Regions from separate parts of the Mus musculus genome. Here region 1 is linked to region 2. The links are chromatin contacts, called in public HiChIP or PLAC-seq maps. All regions are on one chromosome and are shown on one strand. The core of a region is the stretch at or near the end of the contact, and the rest is flanking DNA. Distances in the headings are between cores, read along the strand shown.

Region 1 (5,141 bases), core at 1,991-4,490, 35 kb before region 2:
CTTAGTGTCTGTATAACATCTGTCCAGGCTCTTCTGGCTTTCATAGTCTCTGGTGAAAAATCTGGTGTAATTCTGATAGGCTTGCCTTTATATGTTACTTGACCTTTTTCCCTTACTGCTTTTAGTATTCTATCTTTATTTAGTGCATTTGATGTTCTGATTATTATGTGTCGGGAGGAATTTCTTTTCTGGTCCAGTCTATTTGGAGTTCTGTAGGCTTCTTGTATGTTCATATGCATCTCATTCTTTAGATTTGGGAAGTTTTCTTCAATAATTTTGTTGAAGATGTTTGCTGGACCTTTGAGTTGAAAATCTTCATTCTCATCCACTCCTATTATCCGTACGTTTGGTCTTCTTATTGTGTCCTGGATTTCCTGGATATTTTGAGTTAGGATCTTTTTGCATTTTCCATTTTCTTTGATTGTTGTGCCGATGTTCTCTATGGAATCTTCTGCACCTGAGATTCTCTCTTCCATCTCTTGTATTCTGTTGCTGATGCTCAAATCTATGGTTCCAGATTTCTTTCCTAGGGTTTCTATCTCTAGTGTTGCCTCGCTTTGAGTTTTCTTTATTGTGTCTACTTCCCTTTTTAGGTCTAGTATGGTTTTGTTCATTTCCATCACCTGTTTGTATGTTTTTTCCTCTTTTTCTGTAAGGACTTCTACCTGTTTGATTGTGTTTTCCTGTTTTTCTTTAAGGACTTGTAACTCTTTAGCAGTGTTCTCCTGTATTTCTTTAAGTGATTTATTAAAGTCCTTCTTGATGTCCTCTACCATCATCATGAGATATGCTTTTAAATCTAGGTCTAGGTTCTCAGGTGTGTTGGGGTTCCCTGGACTGGGCGAAGTGGGTGTGCTGGGTTCTGGTGATGGTGAGTGGTCTTGGTTCCTGTTAGTAAGATTCCTCCGTTTACCTTTCGCCATCTGGTAATCTCTGGAGTTAGTAGTTATAGTTGACTCTGTTTAGAGATTGTTCTTCTGGTGATTCTGTTACCGTCTATCAGCAGACCTGGGAGACAGATTCTCTCCTCTGAGTTTCAGTGCTCAGGGCACTCTCTGCTGGCAAGCTCTCTTACAGGGAAGGTGCGCAGATATCTTGTATTTGGACCTCCTCCTGGCCGAAGAAGAAGGCCCAAAACAGGACCTTTCTCAGACACTGTGTTGCTTTGGCAGTTCCCAGGTGGTACAGACTCTCACCTAAGCAGACTAAATTCCTAAGTTCCTTGGAGTCCCGGGACCAAGATGGCGACCGCTGCTGCTGTGGCTTAGGTCGCCTCCCCAGCCGGGCAGGCACCTGTTCTCTGGTCCGGAAGGTGGCCGGCTGTCCCCGGCCTACACAGGGTGCTGCCTCAGCGCCTCTGTGCTTCTGCCTGTTCCAGAAGCTGTCAGGTTCTCTGGCGCACCCTCTCACCTGTTCAGACTAATTTCCTAAGTTCGGCGGGTCTCGGACCAAGATGGCGACCGCTGCTGCTGTGGCTTAGGCCGCCTCCCCAGCCGGGCGGGCACCTGTCCTCCGGTCCGGACGGTGGCTGGCTGTCCCCGGCCCACAAAGGGTGCTGCCTCAGCGCCTCTGTGCTTCCGCCTGTTCCAGAAGCTGTCAGGTTCTCTGGCGCACCCTCTCACCTGTTCAGACTAATTTCCTGAATGTTTTGTTCTTTTAACATAGTCCCTAAGACTAGTGTTTCTGTGGACTCCAGTGAGCTCTGTCTCAAGCTCTTCCTTCTGGGATCAGAGATCCTGATCCCTGCTAACTGCTATCTGTGTGTCTTGCACATGCCCGACTGGCCAGGAAGAAAGACGCTGCAACAGGATCCTTCTGCACATGTTTATTGGGAGAGCTTGATTGCAGAGGCGAAGTGACCCCAAGCCCAGAACTGGTGCTGCTTATATAGGCCTAGGAGAGGAGTCTCTCTCATCTGATTGGTTAACTTGTCTTTCATCTGATTGGTTAACTTGTCTCTCATCTGATTGGTTAACTTGTCTCTCATCTGATTGGTTAACTTGTCTCTCATCTGATTGGTTAACTTTGGTTAATTCTCAAAACCTCGTCTTGGCAAAAGAACCTTTACTGCCTATGTATGTGTGGTGGCCAGCAGTAGCCAACTGCCACTCTGCAACTGCCACTCTGTAACTGCCACTCTGCAACGGCTTCCCACATGTGTGAGCACTAAACTGCTAAATATCCTAAAGAAACAGGACACAAGACCAGTGTCCCCGCAGGTCCAATAGTAGCCTTCCTCTAAATGGTCTTCTCTGTGTGTTTTAAATACTAACCCAGGCCAGTGGTTTGGGAACCAGTTTGATAAGCAGAATTCAAGCCCTAGGACCCACATAGTAGACAGAGAAAATCAGCTGCCCCACAGCTGATTTTCTCTAACCTCCACATATTTGGCACGAGGACCCACAAACATACATACTCACTCACAAACACAAAATAAAAATGCTTTTAAAAAAAAATGGCTTAGCAGTTAAGGGAGCACTGGCTTCACATCCAAGACCTGAGTTCGATTCCTAGCACACACAAGGTGTCTAACAACTGTCTATAACTCCAGTAACGGGGTATCAGGTCTTCTACCCTACCACCACCACCCCGGAGGCACCAGGCACACACATAATGTACACATACATGCAGCCAAAACATCCATACACATAAAATAAAAGCAAATAAGTCTAGAACCATAACTTTTAAAAAGAATTTTAAACGACTCAGCATCAGATAGCTTGGGTGATACGAGAGAAGAGCAAGATTATGAAGTTCCAAAAAGAAGAACATGACATCGAAAACCAGCCCTGTAGCCAAAGAGGACACAAACGCTACTCCCTTCGTAGTCTGTCCTTAAAAGAGTAACCACAAAGCACTCAGGTTTCCCAGACCCACGAGAATTTAATGAAGTAAACAGTGCATTTTCATAAAGTCCTAGTTGTTTAAAAAAAAAAAGTTTAAAAAAAAATAGCTGGATCTGGAAAATGAGCAGGAAAGGACGCGGGAGGCTCGTTCCCTCCAGTGCTGCAGAGTGAGGACAGGGGCAGGGGGCTGAGCAGGAGCCGGTCAGCACGCATGGTGGACGTGGGACGAGCTCTCCAGGGCAGCGAGGATGCCCACGACGGCGACGGCGGGAGGCCGGATCCCGGGCGGGCGAAGCGGGGCGGGCAGCGGGCTGACTCTCCGCCCCGGGGAGGGCTCCCACGGAGCACCGGGCGGGGCAGCGGCTTTAAGGGTTGGCCTCCGGGACCCGGACTGCTCACTCGCGCGCTCGCATCCAGCCACCTTATGATGGAGCGGCCGCCGCGCGCCCTGCTGCTGGGTGCAGCCGGACTGCTGCTCCTGCTCCTGCCCCTCTCCTCTTCCTCCTCTTCGGATGCCTGCGGCCCGTGCGTGCCGGCCTCCTGCCCCGCGCTGCCCCGGCTCGGCTGCCCGCTGGGTGAGACCCGCGACGCGTGCGGGTGCTGCCCGGTGTGTGCTCGCGGCGAGGGTGAGCCGTGCGGGGGCGGCGCGGCCGGCAGGGGGCACTGCGCGCCGGGCATGGAGTGCGTGAAGAGCCGCAAGAGGCGGAAGGGTAAAGCCGGGGCAGCAGCCGGCGGTCCCGCGACCCTCGCCGTGTGCGTGTGCAAGAGCCGCTACCCGGTGTGCGGCAGCAACGGCATCACCTACCCCAGCGGCTGCCAGCTGCGCGCTGCCAGCCTGCGCGCCGAGAGCCGCGGGGAGAAGGCCATCACCCAGGTCAGCAAGGGCACCTGCGAGCAAGGTGGGCACCAGCGCCTTCCCCGCCCACTCCTTCCTCCTCCCCCGCCGCCGCAGAGCATTCCTGGAGACCCGCGGGAGGGAGGAGTTGATGGCTAACCCGGTGTCCCGAGCCAGGAGAAACGCCTCCCTGGTTCTCTTGGCATGGTTTTATTTGGAGTTGCCTGTGTGCGCCAAGAAAGTGAGAAATCGCAGTAACGGGTGTAAATATAGAAAAGATTTTCCGAGACTCCGAGGCACAGTTTACCCAACTAGCCTGCAGGGCAAGTTTCAAACGCCTCCACACTCTTAAAAACCTTTCTCGTCGTTCTTTCTTTCTTTTGGGTGTGTACAGAAAGATGGGTAGACAGGGTTAGCAGAAAAATGCAAAGGAAAGATGTTCAGAAAGTCGATTTACTAACAAGATAATTCTTTAAGTTGAAGTTCATATTAATATTCAAGTACTGGCGTTTCCAATTCTCAAGCGGTAACCTAGCTAGAACATTATACTTGAGGGTTAAAAGAAACACAAACGCTTTGATGTTGTGAATCCTCTGACCATGTTGTTTTTCTTCTCGGGCCTTGGTTATGTTTTTTCATAATTTGTCCACAGGATGCAAGGTTCCGCTGGAATGGCTTTGACATTGGGTTTGTCTATTGTATCCCATACTAATCCAAACTTGCACAAATGAAGTTGGAAAAAAGTCTGAGGTTGGGGGGAAGAAAGAAATCAGAAACTTTAACTCCTAGTGCCTGAAATAACATTTTCCATGAGCAGTCGTTTCGAGGGAAAGTTAGAGTCCTGCTCTGGCAGCTGCTGCCCCGGCTTCAGCCAAGGTAGGAGGGGAGGGGAGGAATGTCAGCTGTTGCATCTTGAACACAGTTCAGGCTTTCTCCAGCCTTTCCAAGGAACAGTTCTTTCTTGACAGTTTTTCCCAGAAATCCCTATGCAAATAGGCTGTGTGCCATTCGCTTCAAAGTTCACCATTGAAAGCCTTAAGTGGTATAACTCACAGTTACCCATGTAGGATATTACCACCGTTTATAAAATCACAGACCAAATATCCCTGTTTCCAACAGAAACCTCCATTTTCCCCCTTTAGCTCTTGCACAACAGTCACATCATGAGGGGAAATGAACATTACAAATTCATTACAAATATTGAGAGTTTCTTATAAACATCCCAAGGGGAAACTTCTTTCCCAGAGTCTCAGAGGCAGACATCTTTCCCCTATCAGAGCAGATTAGCCTGGTGACTTCCCAAGTGGTGTTTCCTCATCTGTGGCGAGTTTATTTTGTTAATTTTTATCATTTTATATGTTTATACTATTTTATATTTTGATATATACTTATTACATATATAATACTATATACTTGTATGTGTTGTATATTATTTATGTATTACATATTTATAAAACAGG
Region 2 (4,974 bases), core at 431-2,930:
GAATAGTATTCAAGTTTTAAAGGGAAGGGAAATTTCTATTTTTAACAGCATGTATAGAATTATAGACCACAGTGGAGAGTGGAATAAGCCAAGCCCAGAAAAATGTGGCATGTTCTCAGTTCTATGTAGGATCCAAAACCATCAAAACCAAAGAAGCAGAGTGCAAAGAATAGTGGAACCTGTGGCCAGGTGGGGATGCTGTGGAAAGGGATGAAGGAGGCTCAAGGGCACAGAAGCTCAATTAAACAGGAGTGATTTGTTTTAGCAAACTGTGCAATGTGGCGGATATAGCAAACAAATAATAGTGTATTGTATACTTCACCACTAGGAAGAGACTAGACTTCAAATGTCCTCACCACACTAGGTAGGTAGGTAGGTAGGTAGGTAGGTAGGTAGGTAGGTAGGTAGGTAGGTAGATAGATAGGTAGATAGATAGATAGATAGATAGATAGATAGATAGATAGATAGATAGATAGATAGATAGATAGATAGATGATAGAGATGATGGATGGATAGAGATACATGATAGATAGATAGATAGATAGATAGATGGATAGATAGATAGATAGATAGATAGATAGATAGATAGATAGATAGATAGGTGATAGAGATGATGGATAGAGAGATACATGATATGTAGATAGATAGATAGATAGATGATAGATAGATAGATAGATAGATAGATAGATAGATAGATAGATAGATAGTAGATAGACAGACTGATGGGATAAGAATTTGAAGTGATAAAAATACTCATTGGCTTGGCTTGGTTTTACTCATAAATTATAATATCACATTTATCCCGTAAGTACATACAGCTATAATTTGTCAAGTTGCAGTTAAAGCATGCACCCACAGGAAGGAAGGAAATCATTCAAAGATATGTCAGAGATTTCCTGCACCCAGGAGTTAGCCAGAGAGGAGCGACGTTGAAGGAGTGGCATTGACCGGTGAGAGCCAGGCCTCTAAAAGTGATCTTTCCCAGGCAGATCTTCACTTGCAGTTGCTGAACACCCTTTCCCAATGGAACCATTACCAACTCTGTGGGGAGCTGCTCAGAATCCAGCTGCACGCTTCTGGCACGGGGAGGAGGCTGACCTCTTGGTACATCTATCTCCGGATGGACCTGCCAATTAGAAAATGCTTGCCTGGTGGCACTCCAGGACTCTACAATAAAGAGTGAGCCTCATCCTTGTTGTGGGGTCAGTCCAGGGATGGTGTGAAGATTGTTCTCAACTGCCTACCTTACTGGATTAGAAAACACCTGAGAGAGCCGGGCGTGGTGGCGCACGCCTTTAATCCCAGCACTCGGGAGGCAGAGGCAGGCGGATTTCTGAGTTCGAGGCCAGCCTGGTCTACAGAGTGAGTTCCAGGACAGCCAGGGCTACACAGAGAAACCCTGTCTCGAAAAACCGAAAGAAAGAGAGAAAGAAAGAGAGAAAGAAAGAAAGAAAGAGAGAAAGAAAGAGAGAAAGAAAGAGAGAGAGAGAGAAAGAGAGAAAGAAAGAGAGAAAGACAGACAGACAGACAGACCTGGGAGGTTGATAAAGCATGTTTGCAGCTCCATCTGGGCATTTCCAGAAACCATTAGATCATGCAAGCGGTGGCCCAATCAGGGCTAATCCCTTGATAGAGTTCTAAGATGACAGCATTGCTAGAAGGTGATTCATCTTCGGGGGCCTTTGGAGGAAGTAGCTTAATGAGATGGAATCTTCCCCAGGCCACTGTCTTTATGTCCTTTCCTCTACTTACTGTTCACCAAGAAGCCTCCATCATGTGACCCCGTTACCATGGTGATCTGCTTGCAACCAAGGGGCGGAGCAACCACGGGCTGCACAATATGCCAACATAAACCCTTCCTCCCTTAAATTGTCCTCTCTAGTATTTTTGGTCTCGGGATGAGGAGAGTTAACTGTGTTCTCTCCAGAGCCTCTTTCCCAAGCTTCCTCAACTACCCTTCTCACCGCAGTTTCCTCAACTGCCCTTCTCACCGCAGTTTCCTCAACTGCCCTTCTCACCGCAGTAAACTGAGTTATCTTGCTGGGGGATCCCTGTCCTTGAACCCATCACCTGCTTTCCAGCTCTCTTGCCAGAGAACACAGGAAGATATGTTTTGCTTAGTGTGCGTTTTTTGGAAAGCTTTTCCTCTTTGTTTTTTCTATCTCAGACACATGTGGGCAAGCCAGCAACTGGAAACGGGACTGAGACAAGCCCGGAAGTATGGGCTGAGGTCACTTGGGAAGTTTCTACTCAGGACTGTTTGTGATGTTCTCGAATTCCAGAGCAGGCTGCACTTTTCCAACCCGAAGCTCAGGAGAATTGGGGAAATCACTCACCCAGACCCTCAGTTATCTTATTTGTCCGTGTTTCATCCATGCAAACTGGAATTCTTTCCAAGCTGAGTCTGGCAGCTGACCATCCGCCTAGGAGCACAGGGTGGGATGCTTCATGGCTATCCCCAGCACATTTCTGCTCTCCCAGTCGCTATGCTGTCTGGACGGCCTCAGAGTAAAGATAGGTGAGGTTCCTGCGGGGTTGTTAATCAAATCAAGGAGACGAGTTCATATAGCCCACTGGTTCCTTTTCTCCATCATCTTCAGATGAGCTTAGGCAAATGTGTGAGCCTTTGACCCTCATCTGGCCAAAGAAGGTTTGGGCAGGATGGAGTTGAGGGCCCCTCCAAATCTAAAGTTCATTGACTTCATGGTACTTTCTTACTGAGATTTATTTATTTTGCGTATATGAGTGTCTCACTCAGATGTATATCTGGGCACCATGTGTGTTCCTGTTGTTGGCAGTGGTCAGACGAGGTCACCAGACCCCCTAGAGCCGAGGATGATTGTGACCTGCCATATGGGTTGAACCCAGGTGACCTCTAATGTTCACATCTTACATGTTGACTAAAATAGGAACAATCTGCTATAGAGCAAGTCTTTAGCTTTGTCTTCTGGGTTGTATCTAAACTTTTAAAATGAGATTGCTACTTTTTTTTTTCTGCAAACAACAAACACTTTTAATTGCTGACCTATCTCTCCCGCCCTGACACCATGGCAATTTAAAGAACATGAAGACAAAGCTTAGTGTATGGGTGAGTGATATTGTGTTTTCCTTGCATGCATGTAGCCCTGGGTTCAATCTCCAGCCCAGTTAAAAACAGATCAACAGCTAGGCACGGCGGTGCATGCGTTTAATCCCAGCACTCAGGAGGCAGACGCAGGTGGATCTCTGAGGTCAGCCTGGTCTAACACAGTGAGTTTGAGGACAGCCAGGGCTACAGAGAGAAACCCTGTTTGAAAAGCCAACACAAACAAGTGAAAATTAAAGTATAAACAGGAAATTGCTGCTTTCCCACGAGCAGAGAATCTTTCTTTCTTTCATCACCTACTCCACCAGCAAGGCCTGCTCCTTTAGAGCAAGCTTCCCCCGTGTTAGATCATCCACAGAGGAGTCTCTGGTGTTGGGAGCCTGAAGTAGACGGGCTTCGCTTAAAAATCCTAGTACTTGGGAGGCAGAGGCAGGTGGATTTCTGAGTTCAAGACCAGCCTGGTCTACATAGTGAGTTCCAGGATGGTCACAGCTATTCAGAGAAACCCTGTCTCAAAAAAACTTGCTGTCTTGTTGACAGCTTTGTATAACTTGTCTTGCCAGTTGTATCCCCAAATCCATCTTTTCCAGATGTGCACTTCTGCACTTTATTCAGTCGATGCTCCAGACTCCTTTCTAGTCTCCACTACCAGACCGACTAACCAGTGACCTCCAATGTTCACATCTTACATGTTGACTAAAATAGGAACAATCTGCTATAGAGCAAGTCTTTAGCTTTGTCTTCTGGGTTGTATCTAAACTTTTAAAATGAGATTGCTACTTTTTTTTCTTTTTTTTTCTTTCTTTTTTTTTTTTTTTTGAGATTGCTACTTTTCTAAAACACATGTTTTTTCCTTAATGGATGACCTGTTAGTATAAGCATAAAAACAAAGATTCAGCAGTTCTAACCATTTCAGGGCTCTCCTTGAGAGCTGACTCAGCAGCCCGGGAAGGGCAAGCCCCAACATTCACATATTGTACCTACAAACAGTTGAGGACCAGTTCATAAGTAGGTCACAATTAATCAAAATCTCTGCACTTGAAACTCTCCCAAATGCTAAAACATGCCGGTGCAGAAACTACAGAATATCATAGTGGCCGCTAGCTGGTTTTATATAACCTGGAGCCCTACAAGGTCGTTTTTAATAAGGAACAGCCAGGAAAACCTGCTTCTTGGAGTGACTCCTGAACTCATACTGTTTAAACCTTCCATGAACTAAGCCAAGTGCGCATTCTGGTAGAAGCTGCTTTTCTGATGCTCAGGGGTTTGGTGGTTATCCCTGGTGTGCAGGGATGAGACTCAGGAAGAAACTAGAGAGAACAAATTGCCTGTGCCACCAGCACTGGGGCTCCAATCTAGTGGGAGGACAGGAAGGAGGCCCCGGTTCTGAGCAAGGTTGGTATAGAAACGCAAAGTGGAAGCGTCGAGGGAGATAACGGTTTTGGTGTCAAACAAAAATCAAGGCGAAACTGAAAGGGTATGTAGAAATTAACCTTGGAAAAAGGAGGTGAATGTTCTAGAAAAAGACTGGAATGTGCAAAATTCAGGGGCTGGGAAGAGCAAGACATGTGTAAGAAACCAGGGGAGTTCGCTGTGGCTGAGCTCATAGTGGGGGACGGGCGTGACAAGGCAGGAGGTCAGGAGGGTCCTCGGGATCAGATCAGACTGATCTGCACTTTGTAGGTAAATAAGTAGTTCAGGAGAACAGAACTGCCCCTTTCCTAGTGGTCAGACAGGTGACAGTGTAAGCCAGACAGCTATACCAAAAACATTCTTGCTTGTTTCGTTTTTTTTTTTTTTTGCTTTTTTGAGACCAAATTGGCCACCAACTCATGACCTTTCTGCTTTAGCCTCCTGGAGTGCTGTGGCTACAAGCATGTACGACCACA

What was found. HiChIP or PLAC-seq counts read pairs in DNA pulled down with a chosen protein or histone mark.
Region 1: an H3K27ac HiChIP or PLAC-seq map of heart atrium shows a contact between it and region 2, with 13 read pairs. The contact joins the promoter of Igfbp7 here to the enhancer-like site in region 2. A contact is called at or near these places in 1 of 39 promoter capture datasets (epiblast stem cells), 1 of 15 datasets of contacts at CTCF or cohesin (CD8 T cells), 35 of 484 Hi-C or Micro-C datasets (CD8 T cells, DN3 thymocytes, Th1 cells and 25 more), 9 of 115 datasets of contacts at active chromatin or transcription factors (bone marrow-derived macrophages, embryonic fibroblasts, embryonic stem cells and 3 more) and 3 of 9 other capture datasets (adipose tissue, embryonic stem cells and liver).

The regions. Positions count from the first base shown.
Region 1 is chr5:77,406,144-77,411,284 of GRCm38.p6, reverse strand. Igfbp7 (insulin-like growth factor binding protein 7) reads left to right here and starts at 3,240. Exons shown (of 5, transcript NM_008048.3): 1 at 3,240-3,745. The coding sequence starts at 3,271.
Region 2 is chr5:77,369,742-77,374,715 of GRCm38.p6, reverse strand. The region is part of intron 1 of Igfbp7 (insulin-like growth factor binding protein 7); the gene reads left to right. Among named protein-coding and RNA genes, the nearest start is that of Gm34648, 14 kb to the left of the region's middle. Within about 2 kb of position 1,680, at least 93 of the 459 cell types and tissues checked have an H3K27ac peak or open chromatin away from gene starts, as enhancers often do. A contact at or near this core is called in CD8 T cells, Th1 cells, adipose tissue and 10 more, where this site is marked.